Regions from separate parts of the Arachis hypogaea genome. Here region 2 is linked to region 1. Evidence: chromatin contacts called from public Hi-C data. All regions are on one chromosome and are shown on one strand. Each heading gives the region's core, a stretch centred on a gene start, on an enhancer-like site or on the middle of the called end of the contact. The rest is flanking DNA. Distances are from core to core; before and after follow the strand shown.

Region 1 (7,444 bases), core at 3,456-5,955:
CCTATAGTTTTACTAAATTTTTAATTAGGTCTCTATACTTTTTTTCTTTTAATTGGTCTCTATACTGCTTTAATTTTGTAATTAAGTCCTTCCTAATGTAATAAAATATTAGAGTTAACTAAATATTTTTTCGCAAATTGAATGTATTTATAATTAAAAACTTAATTAAATTTTTAACTACATGTATTTTGGTAAAAATATTATGTTAATTTTAATATTTTTAACATGAAAATAACGTAATTACAAAATTAAAAAGAGTGTAAAGACTCAATTGAAAAGAAAAAAAAGTATAAAAACCTAACTAAAAATTTAATAAAATTATAAAAAATAACAGAATAATTAAATCTTATTTTTCATCTCTTTAGTATTACCATAAAAGACATAGGGTGCTCGTCATGGATTTTCGTGTTGAGCAAAAGTTGAGAAAAAGACATCATACGAAGAACTCAAGGACGAGGTGGTGGCGGATGAAAGGTGAGGAAAAAGAAGCTTCCTATGACGGGTAGGAAAAGAGGCAAAGTGGGATGGGAATGGAAACACGGAAGAGATGTGGAGGGAGATGGCAGCAGTTATTAGAAGAACAGCAAAAGAAAGCTTTGGTGAATTTAAAGGAATAGGACCAAGAGACAAGGAGTCCTGGTGGTGGAATGCGAGTGTACAAGATAAGATAAAGATAAAAAAGGAGTGTTTTAAAGAGTGGTCTTTATGCTGTAACGCAGATAACTGAAAAAAATATAAGACGGCTAAGAAAGAGACAAAAGTGGCTGTAAGTGAGGCAAGAACAATAGTATATGAGGGTCTCTACCAGTCTTTGGGTACGAAAGAAGGAGAAAAAGGTATATATAGAATCGCAAAGAACCGTGAAAGAAGAACGAGAGATTTAGATCAGGTTAAGTGCATAAAGGATAAGGATGGAGATGTATTGGCTCAAGAGGAGAAGATTAATGAAAGGTGAAAGAGCTACTTCTACGAGTATTTAATGAGGGACAGAAGACTCTTCCGAGCCTTGGTCGGTTATACACAAGGGAAGAAGATAAAAACTTTGACTACTATCAAAGGATCCAAGACTACGAGGTAAAAGAGGCTCTAAAGCAAATGAAAAATGGCAGGACAGTTGGACCTGATAATATCCTAATTGAGGTTTGGAAGGGTATTGGAGAAAAAGGCATCAATTGGTTAACCAAGTTTTTTAATGAGATTTTAAGGTAAAAAAAGATACCTGATGAGTGGAGAAATAGCACATTGGTACCTATCTATAAGAATAAGGGAATATACAAAGTTGTAGAAACTATAGAGGGGTCAAGCTCATGAGTCATATCATGAAGTTATGGGAAAGGGTGATAGAACGGAGGTTGAGAAAAGAGACACAAGTAACAGAGAAGCAATTTGGATTTATGTCAGGCAGACCTACCACTGAAGCGATATACCTATTAAGAAGGATGATGGAGAGGTATCATATTAATAAAAGGGATCTACATATGATGCTTATTGATTTGGAAAAAGCGTATGATAGAGTACCAAGGGAGGTCTTATGGAAGGTTTTAGTAAAGAGGAGAGTAAGGATCACATATATTCGTACAATTAAAGACATGTATGATGGGATCACAACTAGTGTGAAGACTCAAGGTGGTGTGACAAAGGAATTTCCTATTGGTATATGATTACACCAGAGATCATTCTTAAGTCCATACATTTTCACATTAGTCTTGGAAGTACTCACAGAGCACATCCAAGAGCCTGTGCCATGGTGCATACTTTTTGCCGATGATATCGTCCTTATGGGAGAGTCAAGGGAAGACCTAAATAAGAAGTTGGAGTTATGGAGAGAAGCTCTAGAAGTGTATGGTCTGCGCATAAGCCGTAGCAAGACGGAATATATAGAATGTAAGTTTAGTTTGAGAAGGAAAAACCTTAATATAGAGGTGAAGATTGGAGAAAACATCCTACAAAAAATTAAAAGTTTTAAGTATCTTGGGTGCATCATACAGGATAATGGAGAGATTGAACAGGATGTAAATCATAGGATCCAAACAGGTTGGTCAAAATGGTGGAGTGAATCTGGTTTTATATGCGACAAAAAAGTGCCTTTAAAACTTAAAGGTAAATTTTATCGCACCGCTATAAGATCGGCTATGCTTTATGGTACGGAGTGTTGGGCGGCTAAAGGAAAGCACGAACATAAGCTGAGTGTGGAAGAGATGAAGACGTTGAGATGGATGAGTGGTCATACGTGATTGGATAAAATAAAGAACGAAAATATAAGGGAGAGAGTTGGAGTAGCACCTATTGTGGAAAAGATGGTTGAATCGCGTTTCAGGTGGTTTGGACGTGTGAGAAAAAGACCGATAGAACATTCATTCAGGAGGGTAGATGAGATGGAAGATGGACAATGGGCGAAAGGCAGAGGAAGATCTAAGAAGACCATCCATGAGGTGGTCAAACGAAATCTACATGTAAACGGTCTTTTTGTAGACATGATACATAACAGAGCATAATAACGTTGTTTGATTCATGTAATCGACCCTACTTAGTAGGACAAAACTTTGTTGTTGTTGTTGTCTGTTGTTAGTATTACCATAAAAATATTGAATATGCCTTAGATGATACCTTCCTATTTAGGAGCTCTTGATGAGATTAAGTTTCATACATGTAATCATGTTACTAATAAAGAGGTAAGTATCAAAGTAGTCGCTGAAGTTACCCTCGAGGCTCAAAGTAATCCCTGAACTTAAAAATTTGTTTGAGATCGCCCCTGAAGTTGATCTCCGGTACTCATAGTGGTCCTTCCGATGAATTTCGTCCAGCTGGCACAACCAGAAAGCTAACCTGGCGTCGTTGGTGACATGTTAGCAGCGCAACGGATAGCTGACGTGGCTTAGTAAACATTTTGGACTCAATTTGGTCCCTAATTTTAGGTTAAAAACCCTAACCCCCAATTGACTCTCTTCTCCTTTCTTCTCCATCGCATAAATAACCAGCCACTGCATTAATATGGTAAGCCTGTGCTTCTGTATTATTGTTTCCATTTTTAGGCATGTAAGTTAAGCTTTTATTTGTGCCACCATATGCAATCTTTTGGGGTGACTAATACCTTCTGTTCTAGTTATCTCTTTTAGAGCTCCCCTGTTTTTACTGTTTTGGTTTTTGTGCCTCTCCAGATTATTACTTTTGATAACTATGGTGTCTCAGGTCATTGTAATCATCGACATGTGCATTATGGAGTAAGGCAAGTTGAGATATTATGATACTGCTATTGATCAATATTGAACTACTATTACTTTAAATTTTGTAGATATGCATGATGCTGATTGTTTATTTTTAATTTTTATACTTTGGCACCACTTTTTTTGTTTATTTTTTTGATTACTTGAGTTTGTCAAATGTCAACAGTGCTCAACATCGCAGATTTGCTTTTCTTAGTTTACAGAAATTGGTATTAAAGTGACACAATGAATGTTTCTTACAACTGATATATTATCAATTAGCAAATGGCCATGATCATCCTTTATATTCTTTAATCTTTATATATCAATCCTGAATCATCCATAGCTTAATAACTGTAAATGTTCTGTAGTTATATTTGCTGACTCTCTTTTGATAATGTTTATTGCAACATCTTATGTTCCTAATGTAGAAAAATATAGACTCTACTGAGGCCAAAATTCAAAAGCAAAGAAAGGGAATGTACTAAACATTTAAACATATTACAAAGTGGTTCATTTTCTACAAAACCGAACGACATCCTTGTCATTAGCTTTAAGAAACTTGGCCTTAACTTTGTTCAGTGATGCAGCAATATCTTCCATGTTCATTCGTTCTTCAGGTAAATCCTCACAACAATTCAAGGCCAGTTTCAAGATAGATGATGTAGATGCTATTATGTCATCAACATGGTGGTGACCTTCATCTTGTAACAAGTTGGAATCCACAACTTGATCAATTGCACGTGACAATGATTCACTAATCCAACCTTTCATGCTTAATCCTGCAACAAACAAGTCATCTGTTGGCTTCTTTCTTGTGAATGTTTCCATCAGCATTATCCCAAAACTGTATACATCTCCCTTTGTAGAGATAATCCCTTTGGATCCAAACTTTGCAACTCAAATTACCCTCGTTATTTTAAATAAAATATTTGTTTATAGAACAAGTATATGTGACACACAAGCCACTAAAATTGGAAACAAAATGTTTAGATACCACCACCGCAACAAAAAGTGAATTTCTGAACTAATGAAAATTACTACAGAAAAAGTTAAAGAAGCATTGTAGTTCAACTTTGATTACAAATTATTACTAAAAGGTCAGTGAATGATTTATGATCTTCAATTGTAGATGCATACTAATCAAGCATATGGTTATAATCAAATGACCAAAGTTAAAAGGGAAATTATAATCTGGTGTAGTATCACTTACCCGGTGCAATGTAGCCAACTGTAGCCATGGTCTTGGTATATTCTTTGGATTGTCCCTCGCCAAGCAATTTGGCAATGCCAAAGTCACTGACATGGCCAACGATGTCTTCATCCAATAAGACATTACAAGGTTTGACATCACAATGAACCACTATAGGTGAAGATCCATGATGCAGATACTCCAATGCAGATGCCACATCTATCATTATATTTAGCCTTTGCAAGAAGTCCAAACAATGATTATGAGAATACAACCATCTCTCAAGGCTCCCATTAGGCATGAACTCCATCACTAAAAGCTTGTAATCTATACTTGAACAACAACCTATGATCTTTATGAGATTTCAATGGCGCAGATTGCACATTGCTAGCATTCTACACTGAAGCTCTTTGATCCTAATTCCAAATCCAAGTTAAACACTTTGACAGCAACCACCATCCCATTTGAAAGTCAACCTTTGAACACAGCCAAAACTGCCCCTACCAAGCAAATTACTCTCATCAAATCCATTAGCTGCCTGTGATAGTTCATAGTACGAAATCATTCTGGCTGCTTGTAATGCTCATAATGTTCCTTCATTAGTATCACCACCATTCTTTCTTCAAGGTCTGACGAGAAAAAACACACAGAAAACAACCAGAATGATTGAAACCATTATAGGCAATATGCATTTGATGAAGAATATGTTTGCATTTGACCCTTTCTTCTTTACTTTACTGCATGCTGGGACTTGTAATCTGGCATTTCCACAAAGTGCTTTATTAAACATGAAAGATTGAGCAGTAAAATTTTTGAAAGGTCCACCACTCGGAATCTCTCCTTCCAAACTATTATGAGAAAGATTGATGAATTCAAGATAATGAAGTGACTCCAGTGATCTTGGAATCAAGCCAAACAAGTTGTTTTGAGATAAGTCCAAATCTGTCAAACTTATCAAACTGCCAAGTGAATCAGGAATACCCCCTACCAATTTATTTTGTGATAAGTTGAGAATTTGTAAATTTTGCAATCCAGAAATGGACCCAGGAATGCTTCCTGAGATCATATTCTTTGATAGATCCAAGAAAGTCACATCCTTTAAGTTCCCAATTTCAATTGGAAGAGACAGAGTTAAAGCATTATCAGACAAGTTCACCTCAAGAATGTCTCTGAGGCTCCAAAGAGAAGAAGGCACCTTACTGAGTTTGTTGGAGTTCAAGTAAAGTTTTCTTAGAGAAGTAAGATTACCAAAGCAAGTTGGAACCTCTCCAGAAATTAGTTTGTTCTCAGTTATGTACAACTCACTCAGCTGCTTGATTTTGCAGATTTCGCTGATGATGGTTCCCTGCAGACGGTTGTTGCCAAGACTCAAATATTGAAGAGAGTGCTATGAAGAAGAAAGGAGAAGAGAGTCAATTGGGGGTTAGAGTTTTTAACCTAAAATTAGGGACCAAATTGAGTCCAAAATGTTTACTGTGCCACGTCAGCTAGCCGTTGCGCTGCTAACGTGTCACCAACGAAGCTTTCCGGTTGCGCCAGCTGGACGAAATTTACCAGAAGGACCACTATGAGTACCGGAGATCAACTTCAGGGACGATCTCGACAAATTTTTAAGTTCAGGGATTACTTTGAGCCTCGAGGATAACTTCAGGGACTACTTTAATACTTACCTCTACTAATAACCTATAACAATCATTGGACTAAGAAAGTAGAATTATTAAAGACTCGTCGCTTATTATATATAGGAAGTTTATTATTGTTCACGGAAACCAAATATATATAATGCAATTATAATTAGCCAACGGAGATATAGACAATTTGTTTATGCCAATAAGGGAATAAGCCAGTAAGCCAATAACACAGCTTTAGCTTTTCCTTTCACTATTAATCGAATCAATAATTCTCTGCCCAACCAGATAATCCTTCTTTCTTTCTCTGTTAATTATGTAGTTATTTATGTATCTCTATTTACTAGTTATAAATTTAGGGATAAATAATTTTATATTCTGGTATTAGAGAGTATATCATGATTAAAAAAATATAAATTTTGATTTTTATTATTCTCAAAAAAATTTTAGCATAAGACAAAAATGGACTCATATATACAATTGATGATTTAAGCTAATAATAATAATAATAATAATAATAATAATAATAATATAATTGTAGTAGTGATTTTAAAATGAAACTGTCAAAAGAATAAGAGGAAAAAAAAAGAGAATAATGGAAAAAAATATTTTAAAAAATTAATTTTAATCAGAGAATAAAATTAGAATGAAATAAAATATTTAAAATAAAACTAAGATGATTTAAATGTTTAGAAATAAAATTAAAAAATTCAACTAAAACTTAAAAAACTAAAGCACTACTTTCACCCCTTTTCATATTTATTTGCCTAAAAAATTTTAGATATCATCTAATCGAAGCTCAAGGAAGACTTGTTACAAATGTATTTGTAGTAGCTAGTGTTACATATAGTCTAACAAAATGGCTGTGACAGTAATGGTAAAAAACTAGAATGACTCTGACGTTTGTATAGCATACACTTTATCTTTTTAATTGGTTCTTTCATGTATTTTGTCAAATTCTTGTTTATATCTTCCAACCCACTAGATTAAGTATTAATTTGGCGTAGATTTGAGTTCTATTTAAAGATTTGTCATTGTTAGTGAATTATTGCATATATAAGATGGAATTGAAACCTTCAACACTTATTTAACTTTAAGCGGACAAGTGAGTTGACCACATACACGACCAAGCCAATTTAGTTGTATTTTGTGTAATTCTAGTAAACACATTTTGCCATAAAATTCGAGGCTTCTTAGCAGCCACAATAATAGAAGAGGCTGTTTTATTTTCATTATTATTGCAAGGGTGGTGGTTCTAGTTTTGCTTTCGACGCAATTACTTTATGGATATCGGAATCTCTAACCTATCCCTCTTAATTATTACAATGAGACAAGGATCTAAAAATTTCTAATTAAGTTGATGAGCACTATACTCATCAGTCATAATAGGTAGGCTACTTCTGGAATTAAAAAGAAAATTA
Region 2 (7,444 bases), core at 3,006-5,505, 220 kb before region 1:
ATGTTCTGGTAATATTTGTTACAGTTTCGTATGATAGTGCAAGTTTGTTCAATTATTCAATCTGCATGTTTACATATTTTGGCATATAACAAGAAGCCCTTTAAGTTTTCTCCGATGCTTCTTCAATTTATTTATTCTGTTTTACTTGTTTGTTGATATATTTTAGATTGTTTGTTGATAACCATTGCCCATGGAAAGCAAAATGCCTTTCTCTTCAAGTATTATCCAAGCTAGGCCCAAACTTGACCAGCAGTGTTGTTCTTGAAGTTTTAGATATGGGTCTGCATGATGAAACTGAAAAAGTAAGAATTGAAGCTGTCATTTCTATGCCAGTGATGCTTTTCTGGTATACTCTTGATATATCATCTCCTGTTGGTGGACGAAATTGTGATTAATGTTCTTGTATCATTTGTGATCAATGTTCTAATTATGGCACTGGTTGAATTCACAACTCCGTTCAACTAACCAGCAAGTGTACTGGGTCGTCCAAGTAATAAACCTTACGTGAGTAAGGGTCGAATCCACAGAGATTGTTGGTATGAAGCAAGCTATGGTCACCTTGCAAATCTCAGTTAGGCAGATTAAAAATGGTTTATGGGTTTTCGAATAATTAATAATAAAAAGAAGAAATAGTAAAAGGGATAGAACACTTATGCAGATTCATTGGTGGGAATTTCAGATAAGCGGATGGAGATGCTGTAGAGCTCTCAGACGCCTGCTCTCCTACTCCTTCTACTCAATCGTTCTTACTCCTTTCCATGGCAAGCTTTGTATAGGGGTTCACCATCAACTGTGGCTACTTTCATTCCTCACGGGGAAATATCCTGTGCGGCTGTCACTCGCACAGCTAACCAGTCTGGAGGCATCACCCATGGCTGATGGCTACATCCCATCCTCGCAGTGAAAACTATGCTAACGCACTCTGTCACAGTACGGCTAATCACCGGTTGGTTCCCGCTCCTACTGGAATAGAATCCCTCTTTTGCGTCTGTCACTAATGCCCAGCAGGTTAAAGTTTGAAGCACGTCACGGTCACTCATTACCGGAATCCTACTCGGAACACCACAGACAAGGTTGGACTTTCCGGATTCCCAGGATCCTACTCGGAATACCACAGACAAGGTGAGACTTTCCGGACCCTCATAAATGCCGCCATCTATCTAGCTTATACCACGAAGATTCTGTTGGGGAATCTAAGAGATACGCATTCAAGCTCTGTTGCATGTAGAACGGAAGTGGTTGTCAATCACGCACGTTCATAAGTGAGAATGATAATGAGGGTAATTTTGACTCATCACATTCATCATGTTCTTGGGTACGAATGAATATCTTGGAATAAGAATAAGAGAGATTTGAATAAAAGAAAATAGAATTTCATTAATACTTGAGGTACAGCAGAGCCCCACACCCTTAATCTATGGTGTGCAGAAACTCCACCGTTGAAAATACATAAGCAAAGAGTTCAGGCATGGCCGAATGGCCAGCCCTCTCTAACGTGATCAATGATCTCCTAAGATGAAGAATAAAACAAAACTGAGACCAAAGATGAAACGTGGTCAAAAGACATCTAATACAATAGATAAATGTTCTATTTATAATTAACTAGCTACTAGGGTTTACATGAGTAAGTAATTGATGCATAAATTCACTTCCGGGGCCCACTTGGTGTATGCTTGGGCTGAGCTTGATGAATTCACGAGCTAAGGCATTTCTTGGCGTCAAACTCCAGGTTATGACGTGTTTTGGGCGTTCAACTCCGGATCATGACGTTTTTCTGGCGTTTAACTTCAGACAGCAGCGTGTACTTGGCGTTTAACGCCAAGTTACGTCGTCATTCTTCGAATAAAGTATGGACTATTATATATTGCTGGAAAGCCCTGGATGTCTACTTTCCAACGCCGTTGAGAGCGCGCCAATTGGAGTTCTGTAGCTCCAGAAAATCCATTTCGAGTGCAGGGAGGTCAGAATCCAACAGCATCAGCAGTCCTTTTGTCAGCCTTCTTCAGAGTTTTGCTCAAATCCCTCAATTTCAGTCAGAATTTACCTGAAATCACAGAAAAACACACAAACTCATAGTAAAGTCCAGAAATGTGAATTTAACATAAAAACTAATGAAAACATCCCTAAAAGTAGCTTAAACTTACTAAAAACTATATGAAAACAATGCCAAAAAGCGTATAAATTATCCGCTCATCACCTGTCATTCAAAAGATTGAGTAAGTAACTAAGTAAATGTTTTTGCGTACATGATTTAGATAATGTGTTTGGTCAGGCTTGTTATTTGGTTAGTTTCATTGTAGCTGTTTGTTTAACGTGAAGGCTCTCATCGACGAGATGTTGATATTTGAATTGCAGGAGGTAATTGAAAGAACATGTTTGCTATTTTTTTCCTTTCCTCCGAACTGTTGCTTCCTTTTTCTAGGATGATTATGTCTGGAACAAGCATTTCTTTTTCCTTTTCTATCTTTCTCTCTTTTTTTCCCCATCATTTAAAATTCAAATGGCAAAATCTTGTTCTTTGAAGTGTGTTTCCCTTTTATACCTCTATTTTTCATCAAGATTGTTTGATTAGAGGTTTTCTGTTTCCAAGATTTTTCCTGTTCCAATATTATGACAACTGCTCCTGTTCTTAAGCAGTTCTTTTGCCATTATGTATGTGTCAGTTAAATTTCCCATCACATTGATATATGCATGGAGGAAAGTTGTATCTCTTTTAACAAATGATGCATAGACAAATCTTCTGCTTGTTACATTTTTCCTATCTGTTATGCAGGTACATAAAGAGAGATAATGAGAAGGTAAAGAAATTGGTTCCCATAACACTTGGTCTGTTGTCATGCCTTTATGGATGCAGAGGAGCTACCTCTGGCTTACATACAGATGAATGCCTTTATGGTGAAGTCATTGTTGTTTTCTCTAACCATGTTGGAGATCATTTTGGTGTCTGGTTTCTTCTGAGCATTTTGGTGCCAAGGATGATTAGCAAAAGAACCATAGATGAAGCTGCTATTCAATGTGATACAAGCCTGATGATTGTAACTAAGAACGGAGATTTGAAGATTGCTTTTGTTGAAGTCTGACCACAGTTGGGCTCCAAAAGAATCTTGTGAAATAAACCAATCTATGTTGGGGTAGATGGAGAGATCAACTTGCACAAGAAATGTGGAACCAATGGAGGAGAAGACATCACACTCAATAATTGAAATAATTTTTCTATGTGAGGTTGTAATATTGATTTCATTTTGTTGATGTGTTTGTGTTCTTGTATAAGAGTTGTGCATGTATGCTTACTAGTGCTAGTATTTTTTACTTTTGAGACTTCTTTGTAACTTTCATTTGCATAATAGTAATGCTTTTTTAGTAAATTTAATTGTGATAATGTTAATTTTAATTAAAGATATTTGTTATTAGAGGTATTTTAGTAAATTTGAAAACATTAGAATCGATAATAATTTTAACTAAACATATTTTTATTAAGGGTATTTTAGTAAATTTTTTATTAGAAGTATTTTTGTAAATTCAACATGTAAAAAAATAATAATTTTAATTAAACATATTGTTATTAAGTGAAATTTAGAATCAATAATAATTTAACTAAAGATATTTGATATTGGGGGTATTTTAGTAAATTTAAAAAAATTAAAATTAATAATAGAATATTTTAGTAAATTTAAAAAAAATTGAATCAATAATAATTTTAGTTAAACATATTTGATATTGGGGTATTTAAGTAAATTTTTAAAAAATTTAGAATTAATAATAATTTTAGTTAAACATATTTGATATTGGAGGTATTTAAGTAAATTTTAAAAAAAATAGAATCAATAATAATTTTATTTGAACATATTTGATATTAAGGATATTTTAGTAAATTTAAAAAAATTAGAACCAATAAACAATTTAACTAAAGATATTTGATATTAGGAGTATTTTAGTAAATTTCAAAAAAAATTAGAATCAATAATAATTTTATCTAAACATATTTATTATTAGAGATATTTTAGTAAATTTATTATTAGAGATATTTTTTAAATTAAAAAATAATGTAAAAAATAATAATATTTAATTAGCTTTATATTTAATTTTAATCATTAATATTTTAATTTAAATGAGTAAGGGTAATTTTGACATATTACATAATATGACTAAGAAATTTAAACTCAACCAAACAAAAATTTAATCATCTTTAGAATTATTATATAATATTTTAATGCATCAAGTTTTATAAACAAATATAAAAATCTTACATTCCAAGTAATTTTATTCTTAAGCATTATATTCCTAGGAATAATATTCTTGAGAATAAAATTTAATCTTTGAACCATACACACCCATTCAGTCTGCGTAACATGATGATTATTTCCCGTAGTGTGTATGTACGTTTTTATAGCCTAATTTAGTATTTTTCTCTTATGCTTACTCTCACGGTGCACAGTCAAACCTTGGTCCGAAATGCATCCAACAACCCAACCCTAACCCACAGCAACCAACAACCCTTTCTCCTCCGTTGGATTGGTTGAACCTCCGAACTTTTGAACCGATATCCGGAATGGTTCGATGACCTCTCAGTTTTCAGAATCTTGGTTTCCATGGCCGCGTGGCTACCATGATTGTTATTGAGAGAAACTTCCACTCAAGACTCTGCATCCACTCCCCGCTTTGGTAAAGATTATCTTCTGCTCTTTCTTGCTCTCTGTCTCATGCGCCCTCACTGTGTTCGATGAAATGCTCCAATCATATATATAATTTTTTTCCTTTCTCTCTTTTGATTATGAGTTTATGAATGACTTGTACATGCTTCTAAGTGGCTTCCGCCATAAATATTGTGTACATGCTGCAGTAAGATTGTAAAAAAGGAACATTCCACCATTACGACTGATTTTGTAATGCAATGCATATATTAGTTAGTTATTGGTTTAAATAAGTTATCACCCATCTTCACCTCGTATATAATAATTGAACCACCCAGGACTAGTCCTATGCTAATGAAACTAATGAGGAATAGGAATCATATATGTTCATCGTATTATTCTTTTGAATGTTAGTTATGTATTTGATAAGTATCAGATGTTGTCGTGCTAGTATCTATGGTTCGAATCATCAAATGACAACTTCTCTTTGTTTAACAGTTGTGAAGTTGCTTCATCATTCTCTCACATTGTTCGACTGCATTGCATGCACAAAATTCGATGTTATATGGGTGCTCTTGATGCATGTCTGGGTAATAAGAAAAACGTTAGTAGCAATTCTTTAGTATCGGTTATTGTAGGATCTAATTCCTATAGCCATGCTCCTAATAACAACTTTAGAAGTTTGAGCATAGTTGGTGCCATGTCAAAATACGAATCTGTCGAAACTCATTCTTTCCTTCAAGCACCGAGTCTTCAACACCGGTTTAAAAACTGGCAAACACTTAGAAAACACAAACTGACAGCTAGCACTTTCGCTGCTGCTATTGGATTTTGGCGTAGGCAAAGGTGCCAGTTGTGGCTAGAGAAGATCGGTGCTATTGAACCATTCTCAGGAAACATCGCTACCTGTTGGAACAATATCAAAGAGGAGGAAGCACTTGAAAGATACAAGCTGATAAGTGGTAATACTGTATTGTTTCCTGAACTTCAGGTGTATGGTGCTAACACTGAAAATGACTGGCTAGCTGCTTCACCAGATGGTGTACTTGACAGAAAGGTATTTGAGTTGTCTTCTCATGGGGTTCTAGAGATAAAGTGTCCTTATCTCAATGGAGACATGAGTAAAGCTTTCCCTTGGTCTCGAATTCCAATTCGCTATATTCCTCAAGCTCAGGGATTAATGGAGATTCTCGGGAGGGATTGGATGGATTTTTATGTATGGACTCCTAATGGCAGTAGTTTGTTCAGGTTACATCATGATGCTGAGTACTGGAATGTGATGGAACTGGCACTATCTGATTTCTGGTGGAAACATGTCCATCCAGCAAGGGAGTTGTATAGTAGGAAAGTTATAACAGACCCTCTTTTTGAATTAAGATCATTTAGACCAGCTCGGAGGCATGAGTTATGTAGTCATATCATTTCTGAAAGCATACGGATTGCTAATAGTTCGAAGTTATTAATGCGGGAAATACGTGGAATATTGCAACCAGATGACTCCCACGGTTAGAGGAAGGACATTAGTGTAGTAATAACATTTTTTTTACAGGGATCCCAATTTTTTTTTGGTGATCTGTTTATATCAGTATAGTTTATGAAGATATTGATGTTGCTGACAGAGGATAATATTGTAAATTTGATATGGTTATAGAGACATCTATGAGAATATATGAAATAAAGAAGTGATTGTTAAATATGATTGGTTGAAGCCGGAGAATAGAGAAGGGGATAGAAACAAACTTGCCAGGTTATGGAACCTTATAAAGTTGGGACATTTGATATGGAGAAAGTGGAGAGTTCAACAGCTGGTACATCTGTCAATACACCACATCATTTCTTTATTTGAGAAAACAAAATGACCTAATATGTGAAGTGAGTAGAATGTTCATAGTATGAAATGTGAATTTACATGCTATAAAGTCTAGTCTAAGGATTCAAGACTACATTCCTTTTATCTTCCTCTCTGGTTTCTCCTGAGATTAAAATCACTTCTCATTTGCAGAGTGACCTGGTTCTCTAGGCTTCATCAAGGTAATTTGTTAGGCTTAATGAACTTGAACTGAAGCATTAGCTGTAATTATCATTTGATTGATTGTTAACCTGTTTCTTCTGATCTCAATTGCTTGGGATATTATCTATGAAAGTTTTAAAGGTATAGACTCAATATAAAGTTATCTCTCACATGCAAAATATAGACATGTAAAGTTATTTTTTTCCTCTCTTGTAACCATACCGCTTCAATTATGCTGAATATGGTCTTTAGGTCACATCTTATTACACTAAAGTCACTTGCGAAGATATGATAATAAGATTTTGGTTGACAACAAATATATTGTTTCTGTTAGTGCTATCTCATTCAAGGATAAATGGTACTTTCTGAAAATGTGAAGTCATAAATTTTAAGTCTTTAGTACCTCTAATTTAATATATTTTCTCATATTAAAGCTATTGCAAAATAGAATTGATCAAAGTGTCTGTGAGAACTCGGCATCTTCATATAGCACTGCTCATTGGTATCTCCTTGGCTGCAATGGACGGTGCATCTTTCAGGTCTCTTTAGGTATTGTTGTCACCAAGTATGTCAATATTTTCTAGATTTTCTATATGCTTGATATTGTTTATCAATGTGTTGAGTTTGTCTTCATCTCTATCTTAATCTCATCTTGTCATTTATAATTGGTGCTAGTATGTGTGGCGCTTTGAATCTGAAGCGTTTACTGCTTAGATGGTCCCCATAAGTCAAAGATGATGTGTTGGACATGAAAATTTGCTCCACGGTGTATGTTGGTTGCTTATCTTAGATTTCATTACCA

Evidence for each region. A called contact is a pair of places that touch in the nucleus more often than the background predicts.
Region 2: a Hi-C map of leaf shows a contact between it and region 1, with 2.3 times the contacts expected there. The contact joins the promoter of LOC112796469 here to the promoter of LOC112794734 in region 1. A contact is called at or near these places in 2 of 8 Hi-C or Micro-C datasets (both in leaf).

The regions. Positions count from the first base shown.
Region 1 is chr4:20,294,264-20,301,707 of arahy.Tifrunner.gnm2.J5K5, reverse strand. It overlaps LOC112794734 (probable LRR receptor-like serine/threonine-protein kinase At3g47570), which reads right to left and starts at 4,705. Exons shown (of 2, transcript XM_072234351.1): 1 at 4,417-4,705; 2 at 3,717-4,081. The coding sequence starts at 4,705. The coding sequence ends at 3,717.
Region 2 is chr4:20,517,749-20,525,192 of arahy.Tifrunner.gnm2.J5K5, reverse strand. LOC112796469 reads left to right here and starts at 4,255. Exons shown (of 2, transcript XM_025838934.3): 1 at 4,255-4,662; 2 at 5,130-7,444. The coding sequence starts at 4,607. The coding sequence ends at 6,141.